Linked DNA regions of Sus scrofa: region 1 is linked to region 2. Evidence: chromatin contacts called from public Hi-C data. All regions are on one chromosome and are shown on one strand. Each heading gives the region's core, a stretch centred on a gene start, on an enhancer-like site or on the middle of the called end of the contact. The rest is flanking DNA. Distances are from core to core; before and after follow the strand shown.

Region 1 (6,283 bases), core at 328-2,827, 67 kb after region 2:
GCCCCGACAGTGTGCTGCTTGGTGAAGAGCACAGATCAGGATGGGAATCCCAGCAGCCCGGGATAGTGGCTGTGTGAGCTCAGGCAAGTCACTTTCCTTCTCTGAGCTCCAGGGTCCTCATCTAAAAAATGACAATTTTAAGGGCTGCCCTGTCCCCAATATGGTGCGACAATGAAATGAGATCATGGATTATTATTATTATTTATTTATTGTCTTCTTAGGGCTGCACCTATGGCATACGGATGTTCCCAGGCTAGGGGTCAAATCAGAGCTGTATCCACTGGCCTACACCACAGCCACAGTCACATCAGATCCAAGCCACGTCTGCAACCTACACCTCCACTCACGGCAACACCAGATCCTTAACCCACTGACGGAGGCCAGGGATCGAACCTGCGTCCTCATGGATACTAGTCAAATTCGGTTCCGCTGAGCCACGACAGGAACTCTGAGATCATGCATTTTAAAGCATAGTGTCTGGCAGAATAAAAGCATACCCTTGGTTCAGCCCCAAGCTCAACAAAGTTGAGGCTGGATGCCAAGCTCCCATCATACCTGAGGGCTCGGTGATCACCAGAGTGGCCACTCTCATTAGCACCCAAAGGTGAGCAGCCTGGGTATGGGAATGGGTGAGGGGGCTTTGGAGCCAAACTGCTGAATTTGAATCCCAGCCCCATCATGATTGTCACTGTCCCAGCCAAGCTCCAGTAGCCCCTCCTACAAATAGCAGTATGACCTAGCAGTCTGGCCTCACTTCAAGAAATTAATGAGGGAGTTCCCACTTTGGCTCAGAACTAACAAACCCAACTAGTATCAATGAGGACGTGGGTTCCATCCTTGGCCTCTCTCAGTGGGTTAAGGATCCAGCGTGGCCACGAGCTGCGGTGTAGGTCACGGACATGGCTCAGATCCTGAATTGCTGTGGCTGTGGTGTAGGCTCACAGCTCCAGCTCCAATTCGACCCCTAGCCTGGGAACTTCCACATGCTGCAGGTGTGGCCCTAAAGAGAAAAAAAAGAAAGAAATCATGAAATGATTAGTGAACACCTACAGAATGTGCAGCTCTAGAACCCATGGAAGCATAGGCTGGATTCCTATCCTCAAGGCTGTTGTGAAGAGTCAAGAAGATACTATTTGGAAAATGCCTGGCTTTTGGAGAGCACCCAGGTAAGTCTGTCCTCCGCTGATTCCAGCCTGCCTCTTCCCTCCTCTTCCTCCCTGCCTCCTTCCCTCCCTCCTTCCTTCCTCGTCTTTCCTTCTTTCCCTCCTTCCTACCAGTGAGGCACGAATCAGATGTTGGTCCTCTGAGAAGAATTACAGGGAGAATGGGGGCAGCGGATCCAAACCCCCATTCCCCAAACAGGTGCTAGGCCCTTTGGGGCAGGTGCAGACCACGGGCCTGGAAGAAAAAGACAGAGTCGGTGGCTGCAAGCAGGAGAGAAGTTTTGCAAAAACAACCCACTCAAGTTACCTCCTACGTACGAAAGCTCTGGCCCCGGGCTGCCTTGCAGCCCTGATGTTCTCTGACCCTCTGCTCCGAGAGGGACAGAATGACTCAGCGGCCCTCTCAGCATGTGGTTCCAGCCCGGGGGGCCTGGGGAAGCCCCTTTTGGGGAGGAGAAGTTGTTGGTCATACAAACAGGGACTGGCCCTGAGACTCCCCAAAGTCATGCCAGGGTCATGACCCCACAGAGAACGGGGCTAAGGGGCCCTCCCCGGCCAAGGCCTCGCTGGCCTGCCCGCCTGCCTGCCTGTGTCCCCGCCCAGCCTGGCTGAAAGCTGAGCCAGAGAGATAGAGCCCTGGCCGAGCCTGCCAGTTATGTCTTAATGTAATTTAGCTGTAATCGCAGCGTGTTTTCCTTTGCTATAATTAGTAAAATGTGGTTGTTTGCTGTGTTCCTGGAAGATGTCTGAACTGGAGCCAGCTCTGCGTAGCTTTTCTGACGAGCTCTCCCAAACGGGCCCACCAGCACCGCCCTGGGTTCCCGCCCGCCCTTAACCTGAGTCTTCCTGATTCCTAAGTTGGGGACGCTCTCTCCTGTCCCTCAAGGACACGCTGCCACCCCACCCCCACCGGCTCAGCACAGTGCTGGGCCCACAGCAGGTGCCTAGTAAAAGTGGTGGGCGATTGAGCCATCAAACCATCAACCGCAACAAAAGGGAGTAGGGAGTGAATTCCTTTTTCAGGAATTCCGCCAGATCCTCAAAGCCGTGTGGGAGTCGTCATGGGGGTGTACACAGGATAATAAACACAACCACCCACGTGTGGGACTATGTGCTTGTGACTCAAGGTCTGTGTGTGTTCACCTGACAGTCCTGGAGCCTCTGAATGTAAATGTGAGCACTCCTGGACCTTGGGGCCACCTGCAGGGGACCCATTCAGAAACTGATTTTAAAGCTCTGATGACCACGTGGGAGGTTGGGACAGGGCAAAGGAAGTGAAGCACCCAGGTCCCACTGTCCTGAAGTCCATTTCTCACATCTTCTGCCTTGGATCCTAATTACACGCAGTCCTTTTCCAGTCCTGTATTCAAGCATTCAGCCAACATTTATTGGGTCCTACCATGCATTGTCGTCTATCACTCTTGGTGGCTCTCCGGTGGGTCTCCTGTAATGTCTCACTCCCCCACTTATTCATTCAGTCCACGCACATTTGTTAAATAACAACGTGGGCTAGACTTTGGGTTTGGGATTTGGGTTGTTTGGTTTGGTTTTGCATGAAGGATCAAGAATCCCGTTTTCCACCTTTGTCAAAGTCTCTCCCAATAGGAGACATACGTAATATAAGTTTCAGAGTTTTCATTATTATTATTTGATCAGTCACTAAGTAAATGAAATGGTAAGAGGACCCACCTTGGAGTTCCCATTGTGGCTCAGCAGGTTAAGGACCGACATTGTCTCTGTGAGTGTGCAGGTTCCATCCCTGGTCTCACTCAGTGGGTTAAGATCCTACGTTGCAGCAAGCTGCAGCATAGGTCACAAATGCAGCTCGGAACCTGTGTAACCTGTGTTACAGCTGGGATTTGACCCCTGCCCTGGGAATTTTCATATGCCAGCAGGTGCGACTATTTAAAAAAAAAAAAAGAGCATCCATTTCTTGGGTGCAGTTCAAGTCTAAGGGCACAGTACCTGGCACACAGGAAGTAATCATTAAATATATCAGTGATGACAATTATTATTTCACAGAGTGGTGGGGCAGTCAGGGGCAGTCAGGGGCAAGGACTCCATACCACTTTGAGACAGGCTACTTCTGAGGGCATTTTGAACATGAATGATGTGTAATTGCTCAGTAAATGTTAATTATTATGTTAGTAATTGGGTGGACTTTACTTTTTCAATCGGCTCTTAATTCTTGAAAAGTGCCCTGGTCAACCACTTCTCCAGCTGAGCCCCTAAAGTTCTGTCATCGGCCGAAATCGGTTACTAGCAGGGCCACCAGACGCTGCATCAGAGAATGCTGAGGTCTGGTTGGCTGAATTAGTCTGGACTCTGAACATTCTGATTGGCTGGAACACCAGTGGGTGTGGCCCATTCTTCAGTGCCCACTCAGCAGTAATCGTTGGAGGTTTCCCAGGTTATTGTTCTTTATCTTTTCTCAGGACATCTCACTAGTATCCAGCTCTACGATTTTTTGCAGAGTAATTCCTCCGAAACACATCTCTCTTACGAAGTTCATAAATGTAGTGTCTTTTACTCCAGCAGGCACCCACTAAAGTGAGAACGTGGTTGTCTGAGAGGATGCTGAGCTCCACATTCTTACATTGGGCGGGAGGGCGTTCTTGGTCCTAGCACCAGGCCCTTGCACAAGGGAGGAACCTCCAGAACTCCTCACAACAGGACACACGGAATTTCTCCATACCGTGTACCATCTCTGAGACCTGAAGTGGTCCAGCTTTTCCATGCATTTATTCAATCATTTGCTATGCCTTAAATGCTGTGCTGAGCTCTTTGAGATATTTAAAAGCAGTACTGCTTCAAGGAAAAATACTGAGAGGATGTACAATGTGCAATGGCATTTAAAGGCATCACAGAGAACTGCAAATGGCCATTAAATGTGTGAAAAGGTCCTCAGCTCACCGGTAATCATAAAACTCTATCTTGAAACAAAATTAAAAAGTTTGCTTCTTTGATGAAGATTTTAAAGGTTGATATTTGTACTGAGAGTATGAGAAAACAGATCTTGTCATATAGTGTTAGTGGCAATGTAAATAAAGTCGACATTTTTGGAAGATAATGGAACAAGTTCACATCTAGAATTTATCTTAAAGTAAAACTTGGGCGAGTTCTTTTGTGGTGCAGTAGGTTAAGGATCCAGCGTCATCACTGCAGCAGCTTGGGTCACTGCTGTGGCTCAGGTTGGACCCATGGCCCAGGAACTAGGACATGCCAAGGGCATGACCAAAAAAAAATTTTTAGAGTAAAACTTGGGCAGACACATACAGAGAGAAATTTTGTTATGGCATTTATAGTAAGAAGTTTAAAATAATGCAAATGAGTGGTAAAAAGGATTAAATAAATTATGGTACAATATTCATCCATTGAAGAAAAGGGGATGTTAGTATCAATGAAAGAGAGCTAAAACAAAATAAGGTAAAAAGCAAAGTTGTAGAAATAATAAATGCATATATAATATAGACAGACATTTTATAAAACATTTTCCAAAAAGATATGCTGCTCCTTTTTTTTTTTCTTTTTAAGGCTGCTCCCATGGCATATGGAAGTTCCCAGGCCAGGGATTGAATCCAAGCTGCAGTAATGCCAGATCCTTTAACCCACTTTAACCTTCAACCCACTGCACTGGGCCAGGGATCGAACTTGTTCCTCTTCAGTGACCCAAGCTGCTGCAGTCAGATTTTTAATCCACTCTTCCACAGGGGGAAGTATGATATGCTGCTCTTGATAGTGGTTCTGTTGACGGGATGATTTCCTTAAATCAATAAACTTTGTTTTTTAATATGGCGCAAGTGAACCTTTCCACAGAAAAGAAACTCATGGACTTGGAGAACAGACTTGTGGATGCCAAGGGGGAGGGAGGGCAAGGGAGTGGCATGGACTGGGAGTCTGGGGTTAATAGATGCGAACTATTGCATTTAGAGTGGATAAGCAATGAGATCCTGCCGTATAGCTCGGGGAACTCTATCTGGTCACTTGTGATGGAACATGATGGAGGATAATGTGAGAGAAAGAATATATGTATGTACAGCTGGCTCACTTTGCTGTATAGTAGAAATTGACAGAACCCTGTAAATAAACTATAACAGAAAAAATAAAAATCATAAAATAAAAAAAGAAAAAATGAATAAACTTTGTTTTTTTTTTTTTCTTAGCAATTTTAGGTTCACAGCAAAATTGAGTGGAAAATACAGAGTTCCCATAAGCCCCTGTCCCAAACAGGCATAAGCTCCCTCACCTCATCCTGCTCCAGAGCCGGTACATTTGTTACAATAATGAACCTACATGGACACGTCATTACCACCCAAAGTCCATGGTTTACGTTCTGTTCACTCTTGGTGTTGTACATTCTATGGGTTTGGAAAGATATATAATGACATGTATCCACCATTGCCGTATCATAAAAAAGAGTTTCTTCCCTAAAAATCCTCTGTGCTCCATCTATTCTCACCTCCCTAACCCCTGGAAATCACTAATCTGTTGCTGCCTTGATAGTTTCACCTTTTCCAGAATGCCAGATGGTTGGGATAAATGGGGAACAGCCTTTTCAGATTACCATCTTTCTCCTGGTATATACATTTAAGTTTCTTCCATGTCTTTTCATGACTTGATAGCCCATTTCTGTTTAGTGCTGAATAATACTCCCTTGTCTGGATGTACCACAGTTGATTAATCCATTCACCTACCGAAGGACATCTTAGTTACCTCCAAGTTTTGGCAATTATAAATAAAGTGTATATAAATATCCACATGCAGGTTTATGTGGTAGCATATGTTTTTAGTTCATTCGGATAAATATCAAGGAGCACAACTGCTCAGTCATATAGTAAGAGTATGTTTAGTTTTATAAGAAACTGCCAAAATGTGTTCCATAGTGGCTGTACCATTTTGCATTCTTACCAACAATGAATTAGGGTTCCTGTTGCTTTACCTCACCACCAACATTTGGTGTTGTCAGTATTTTGGATTTAGCCATTCTCATAGGTGTGTAATGTTACCGTATTGTCATCTTAATTGGAAATTCCCTAACAATATATGATGTTGAACACTTTTTCACATGTCTTATATGCTTCCTTGTCACCTGTATATCCTCTTTGGTGAGATGTCTGTTC
Region 2 (6,438 bases), core at 809-3,308:
GTCAGCGAGGAGGTTTGGCTTCCGAGGGCTGATAAGGCTGTCAGCTAGGAGAATGGTGGCCAGTGGGCCGCATGTCTCTCATCTCCCACCAAGCTAGCTCGGACATGTTCACTTGGCTACAGAAGTCTCCGTGAGAATGCGGGAGAACACGGGCCTTTTAATGGCTAAGCCCAGAAATGGCACTATGCCACTGCTGCCACCTTATATCAGTCGAGATAACACATAGCGCCGGCCTAGATTTCAGAGGTAGGGTGATAGAGCCCACCTCCTGATGCTTCCTTTGCATCAAGTCACTCTGCCAAAGGGAGGTGGAGGCGTAGACAGGAATGAGGGCAGTGATATTTGCGGTCTACCCTGCTTGGCAATATAACACTGAATGGAAAAAGGTGAATTCCAAAAGATGACACATGAAATGATATCTTTTTATAAAATTTAAAATTAGACTTTAGTAATGTACGCAGATGATAAAAAAGAATGTATTATAAAGGAAGCAATAGAGCAATAAACATCATAAACCCACAGGCTGATTCCGCCCCGGCGAAGGCAGAAGGCGAGGAGATGGGGTGGGCGAGAACGCATTTGGGTGACAGATTATCGTCAAGGTTCTAGCCTTTATTTTCATTAGGAGAAAAGGCAATTTTCAAAAAGCGAGCTGTACGAAAACTAGATTATGATTAGGCAAGCCGTGTGTCCTTGAGGTCAAGGAAGAGAGCGCGAGAGGCTGAGAGAAAGGCATGGGCCTTGGGGAAAGGGAGCGCCCCTGGGCAGCTCTTGGATGTGGGTGAAGAGAGAGAAAAAGAGGATCAAGAATCACTTCTGGAACACGGGCTCGAGTGCCTGGATGACGGTGCCGTCTCCGAGCCGGGGGCCCCGCAGAAGAAGACAGTTTGGGGGAACCAAGAGTGACGTTGGGAGAACGTCGAGTTTGAACAGCTGTGGAGATCCGGGAAGCCAGGCCCACGGCTATCCTGGTTTTCTGGCACCTGGGAGAACGGTCAAGGCTGGAGAAGCAGGAGCCTCAGCAGCTCTAAAACGGAGAGCATCGCAGGAAGCCCTGTAGCACATCAGGATGGAAAGCCTCCCTTCGCTGAGAGCCATCCCCAGCTGCCTGGCCTTGGAGAGGCCTCACCCAGCCCTTCCTGACAGCTCCTCGGGGCACGTCCACAGCCAGGTTCCCTTCTAAGCAGTCAGGCCTCCACCCTGCAATCCCAGGCCAAGCGAGTGAGCCTGGGGTTGTGGCTGCGGGGGCCCCAGCATCAGTCTCCTCCCCCGGCAGGGCCGATGGGACCCCAGAGGGGGCTGGATGTTTGTGCAGATGACATGTTTATGGCCCAGCCTCTCCTTACTCATGCTTTTGGCTTCCCCTTGCTGATTTTGGTTGGGTGGATCCCAGTTCTGCTGCTGGATCTGGGAGCCTCGGGGCTGGGGTTGAACAGAGCTCCCTTCAACGTTTCCAACCAAGGATGGTTCCAGCCCCTTCCCCCCGTCCCCCTAGACCTCATATTTTCCCACACCCAACTTTATTACCGAATGCAAGCATCTCCGGGTTGGAAAGACCTTCCAGCATCATCGGGTCCAGTGCCTCCTTTTCTGGATGAAGGAGCAGAGGCCCAGAGGGAGGAAGGGACTTGCCCAAGGTCACCCGAGCAGGTAGAGACAGAAGATGCCGGCATCCAGACGTGGAGCTCAGGGCTCTGAAACCACCCTCCAAATCACTAGCTTTCTTGGTTGCTGTTTTGTTTGGGAAAGGACAGTTCAGCTTTTTTTTTTTTTTTTTTTGAGCCTGCTACAGCAACTTTCTCCTCTCCCAGGGAGGCAGCAGACAGTGACAGACTCTTGCTTTTACAGTTTAATTCCATAGGAAATTGGAAATAGCCTGTCAGAGATGTCTGGGTGGCCCGGCTACCCTGCCCCGACCTGGCCACCAGTGCGCTTGCTTCTCGCTGCTCCCTGGCTTGCGGGCCGTTTTCGGAAGCTCTTCCGAGGACGCCTGTGGATTCTCTCCCGGCTTTTCCTCCCAGGACGCGATGCGAGCACAAGAGCAGCCAGGTCTGGCTGGGGCCCTAAACCCTGACATTTAGCTCCCGGCAGGCTTTGGCTCTCAACTCCAGCCTGGCTTCAGTGTCACCTCCTGCCCTGAGGTTCCCAGGGAAATTGGGGGAAGGAGCTCCCAGCCCTCCTCTGAGAACCTGGGGTCCCCAGGATACCCTGAGAGCCCCCGCATGGCCCTCCCAGAACTCAGCATCTTCCCAGTCTCAGGCCGCAGTGGGTGACCCTTATCGCCTCCCTTCTCTGGCTGTCCCCTGGCCTTGGAGTCTTGCCCCGGCACCTCCATCCGTCTCAGTAACCAGCCTGGAAGCTTCAGGAGGTCAGGGTTGCTGCTGCGTGGTGGTTAGAAGAGTAAACCTCTGCAATCACACCCTTGAGCCACTGCTCTCGAACTCTGTGATTTTGGACAAATTGCTTCACTTCTCAATGCCTCGATTTTCTCATCTAGGAAGGGGGGGTGATAGCAATAGCACTGAATGTACACAGTGGTTGTGAGGCTTACATGGCATAGCCATCCAAAGGGACCAATAAATGCTAGGATTGTAAATATTCTATTTTAGCATCCCCTTCGGCCAGTCCTTCAGGGCCAAGTCCAGAGCTAGGCTATAAGAGACAAAAATACTCATGAACTGACCCCTTAAATAACTGGCAGAAAATATGGCAAAACAGACTATAGCTTCCTGGGTTCTACTCAATGCAATGAATCTTCATTGAGGCTTATCACGTGGAGACACTGTGTTTGGGCAGGAGACACAGTGATAAGCGAGATGACATAGCCCCTGCCTCGTGCATTTTCCTTCCAGTAAGGAGGCAAGCAGGTAATGGAATACTCCCAGCACAGTGAGCAGGGGACCTGGTGGAAGTGAGTTCAGGCTCAGAGGAGACACACCTCACCCGGACTTAGGTGTCAGGGAGAGAGGTGAGTGTGCAGCTGGGATCCAATGGATGAGCAGGAATGGGGGGGGGGGAGGCACTGTCTCAGCCATAAGGGCCATTGTGCATATACACCTGAGAGAGCAAGACACAATGAAGGAATTGAAGAAGGCTTAACGTGGCTGGAGTGAGGTGTAGGAGAGGAAAGATGAGGCCGGGGGAGTGGAAAGAAGCCAGACCTCAACAGACTTATAGATTTGCCCCAAAGGCACTGGGGAGCCATTGAAGAGTACAGAGGAGAGTAGCAAAGGGAGATTGCCTTTCGGATTACCTACTCAGGGTGGTGGACTGAAGGCATCAGGCTTGGAGGCAGGAGACTTGCAATGTGGCCACAGCAAAGATAAAGACGGCAGAATATGAGATGAAGTTCAGTCTTTAGGATACCATTTCAAGGCCACTCCAAAACTGGCCCCTCGGGCCCTCCCACTCTTCCTTCTTGCTAAAACTGAGAATGAAAGGAGATCCATGGCTTGAACATGCTAAGTGTAAAAGTGCAGTGTGAGTGTGGAAAATCATCCCCTTTAGGATTGCTAGTGGTTGATTTTTTTGGACACACCACATGAACTTCCTGACGGATTATAGAGCAGCACCTTCTCCTTGAGAGAGGCCCAAGGATTTATTTTAGTTTGCATCTGGAGAATCCTAATGAACCCTTGGAACTGGGGGCACACAATGGAATTCCATTCCATTCCTTCCAACTAAATTTCTTCACTTCCTTTTCCCCATGGGGCTTCTGGTTGAAACATACTCACACACAAACAGCCCACCTCCATCTCAACTTGATTGTTTCTTTTTTATTGTTTTCCAGACATTGCATATAAAGAGCAGTGAAGACCGAAGTGCACTTCTTTTTATTTCAAAAAACTTCAGTCTTCATTGTTCTTTATACACAAGTCTGGAATACAATAAAAAAAATTACAACACCTGAAACATAGAATGTTTGATGTCGACTAACCTCAATTTTAAAAATTATGAGGCAGCTAAAGAAGTAGGATGATTGAAAAATTATGATAAAGAAGAGAAAACACAATCAATAGAAACAGACCAACAAAGGATAGTTATTGAAATTGGCAAATAAGGACTTCAGAACAAAAATTATAAACATGCTTAAAATTTTAAAGGTAATACTGAAATCATTTCTGTGGAGAACTATAAAGAATAACAAAATTAAGTTCTGGAAATAAAATATGTGAAATCAGAAATTAACTCGATGAACTTAACAGCATATTAGTCAATGCAGAAAAAAGATCAGTGAATTGAACACAGGTAAATTGAATTTGTTCAAAGTGAGACCAACAAAGAGAAAAAGAATTTAAAATAAATAAAACATCAATAGTAATGATGTTTAATAATGTGAAACAAAGTAAAGCAGTCTAAATATGTGTAATTCAAGTCTCAGAAAGAGAAAAGAGATAAAATGGGACTTAAGAAATATCTGGAGAATTAATGGCAAAAATTTTCCAAATTTGATATTTAAAAAAAAAAATCGAACCCACAGATCCAAGAAACCCAATATTCTCAAGCAGGATTTTTCAAAGGTAATAGTAAAATTTCTGAAAAACAAAGATAAAATCTTAAAAAAGGACCAGAGGAAAAGAAGCATATTATATTAATAAGATTAAGAATTGATTTGCCACTCTAAACAATGCAAATAATAAAAAAATTTTAAAATATCTCCAGAGTACAGGAGAAAAAAAAAACTATTAACCTATAATTCTATATCCAGAGAAAATATCCTTCAAAACAGAAAGCAAAATAATATGATAAACAAACAAACAAAAAAAATCAGAGAATTTTTAGCTCACAGATACACCCAAAAAATTAATTGTGAAAGGAAAGATGAATAGAAATGATACTAGAAGGAAGGTTGGGTCTATAAGAAGGAATGGAGGGGCTCCTAATGTGGTGCAGTGGAAACAAACCCAACTAGTATCCATGAAGACATGAGTTTGATCCCTGGCTTCACTCAGTAGGTCAAGGATCTGGTGTTGCTGTGAGCTTCAGTGTAGGTCACAGACACAGCTTGGATACCACGTTGCTGTGGCTGTGGTGTAGGTTGGCAGCTGTAGCTCCAATTTGACCCTAGCTTGGGAACATCCATATGCCGCAAGTGTGGCCCTAAAAAACAAATAAAAGGAATGGAAAATGCCAAAAAATGTATATGTAAGTAATTATAAAAGTCTATATTTTTCTTTACTTACAACTGACAATATAAATAAAATAATGTGTGGTGGGGTTTCTAATACATAAGAGAATAAAATATGTGAAAATAATGATATAGAGGACAAGAAAGGGTTAATGAAAGTGTACTTTTTAAGGTTTTTCTTTTAAACATGGAGTTTTATATTATTAATTGAAGATGTGATAAATTAAGGATGTATACTTCAATCTCTAGAGCAAACTAACAAACAAAAAAGTAAAAATGTGTAGTTAAAAAGCCAATAGAGGATATTCAAAGTAATAATAAAATTTTCTTGATTAATCTTTTAAAGGCAAGAAAGGAAAATCAAAGGAATGAAAAAAAGATAAGACAAATAGAAAACAAAGAGCAGAATGCTATGTTTAAGCACAACCACACCAATAATTGCATCAAATGTAAATGGGATAACCCCTCTAAATAAAAAACTTTTTGGTTTCGGCCAAGGTGTAGTAACAGAAACTATCTTTATTTTCCATAAAGCAGAAAATGTATGAAAACTGTTTTCCAGACAATGAACATCAGGATCAGAGGAGAGTGATTCCTAAGAAGTGGAAAATACACAGAATAAACCTTATGATTGCCCTGTCTATGACTTGAGAGAGTTTATAGACTGCCCTAGAGGAAAGAGGAACCCAAACAAAGCCCAGAGGATTCCCTGAATTTGGAGACAGACCTAAGCAAAAGCGTCTAGAATGTGATGGACAAACTGCTAGAGAGGAGAGAGCTACACAGAAAGAGAATTCTGAAGATCCACAGAGAGTTCTCCTCATGTTTCAACAGAGCACTGACAAGCATATGTGTATGAGAAAATCACTTGAGACCAGAGGAAGAATCACTCAGAGGGGTTTGAGTGAACACTATACAGAGCTCAAAAGAGCTAGGAATAGTGACCATTACCACTAGCAAACTGAAAGGAAAAAAACCTCATAATTCAAGGATAGAATATTCAGAAGGTCTTGCTTCTACGGGAAGTGGGGGATAATTCACCTTAGAAGAAACACTACTTATGTACCATCTAATAAATAATTAAATTAAGACCTAAAGTGATCAGACTGTTTCTAAGTAACTGAACTGTATGGCAGAAGAAAAAAAAAAAACATTCAAGAATATTTACAGAAATATAAAAAAAAAAAAAAAAAAAAAAAAAAAAAAAAAAAAAAAAAAAAATTCAAGAATATTTATAGAAATATAAAAACATACAACATCACAAAGTCAAATTCATAATATTTAGTATCCAATAAAAAATTATCAGGCAT

What was found. Hi-C and Micro-C count contacts between places; a contact is called where the count stands out from the background.
Region 1: a Hi-C map of skeletal muscle shows a contact between it and region 2, with 3 times the contacts expected there. The contact joins two enhancer-like sites. A contact is called at or near these places in 3 of 47 Hi-C or Micro-C datasets (fetal heart ventricle, heart right ventricle and skeletal muscle) and 2 of 2 datasets of contacts at active chromatin or transcription factors (alveolar macrophages and skeletal muscle).

What each region holds. Positions count from the first base shown.
Region 1 is chr16:52,690,899-52,697,181 of Sscrofa11.1, forward strand. No RefSeq gene overlaps it. Among named protein-coding and RNA genes, the nearest start is that of FGF18, 66 kb to the right of the region's middle. Within about 2 kb of position 1,578, at least 28 of the 83 cell types and tissues checked have an H3K27ac peak or open chromatin away from gene starts, as enhancers often do. A contact at or near this core is called in skeletal muscle, where this site is marked.
Region 2 is chr16:52,623,268-52,629,705 of Sscrofa11.1, forward strand. No RefSeq gene overlaps it. Among named protein-coding and RNA genes, the nearest start is that of FGF18, 130 kb to the right of the region's middle. Within about 2 kb of position 2,059, at least 8 of the 83 cell types and tissues checked have an H3K27ac peak or open chromatin away from gene starts, as enhancers often do. A contact at or near this core is called in skeletal muscle, where this site is marked.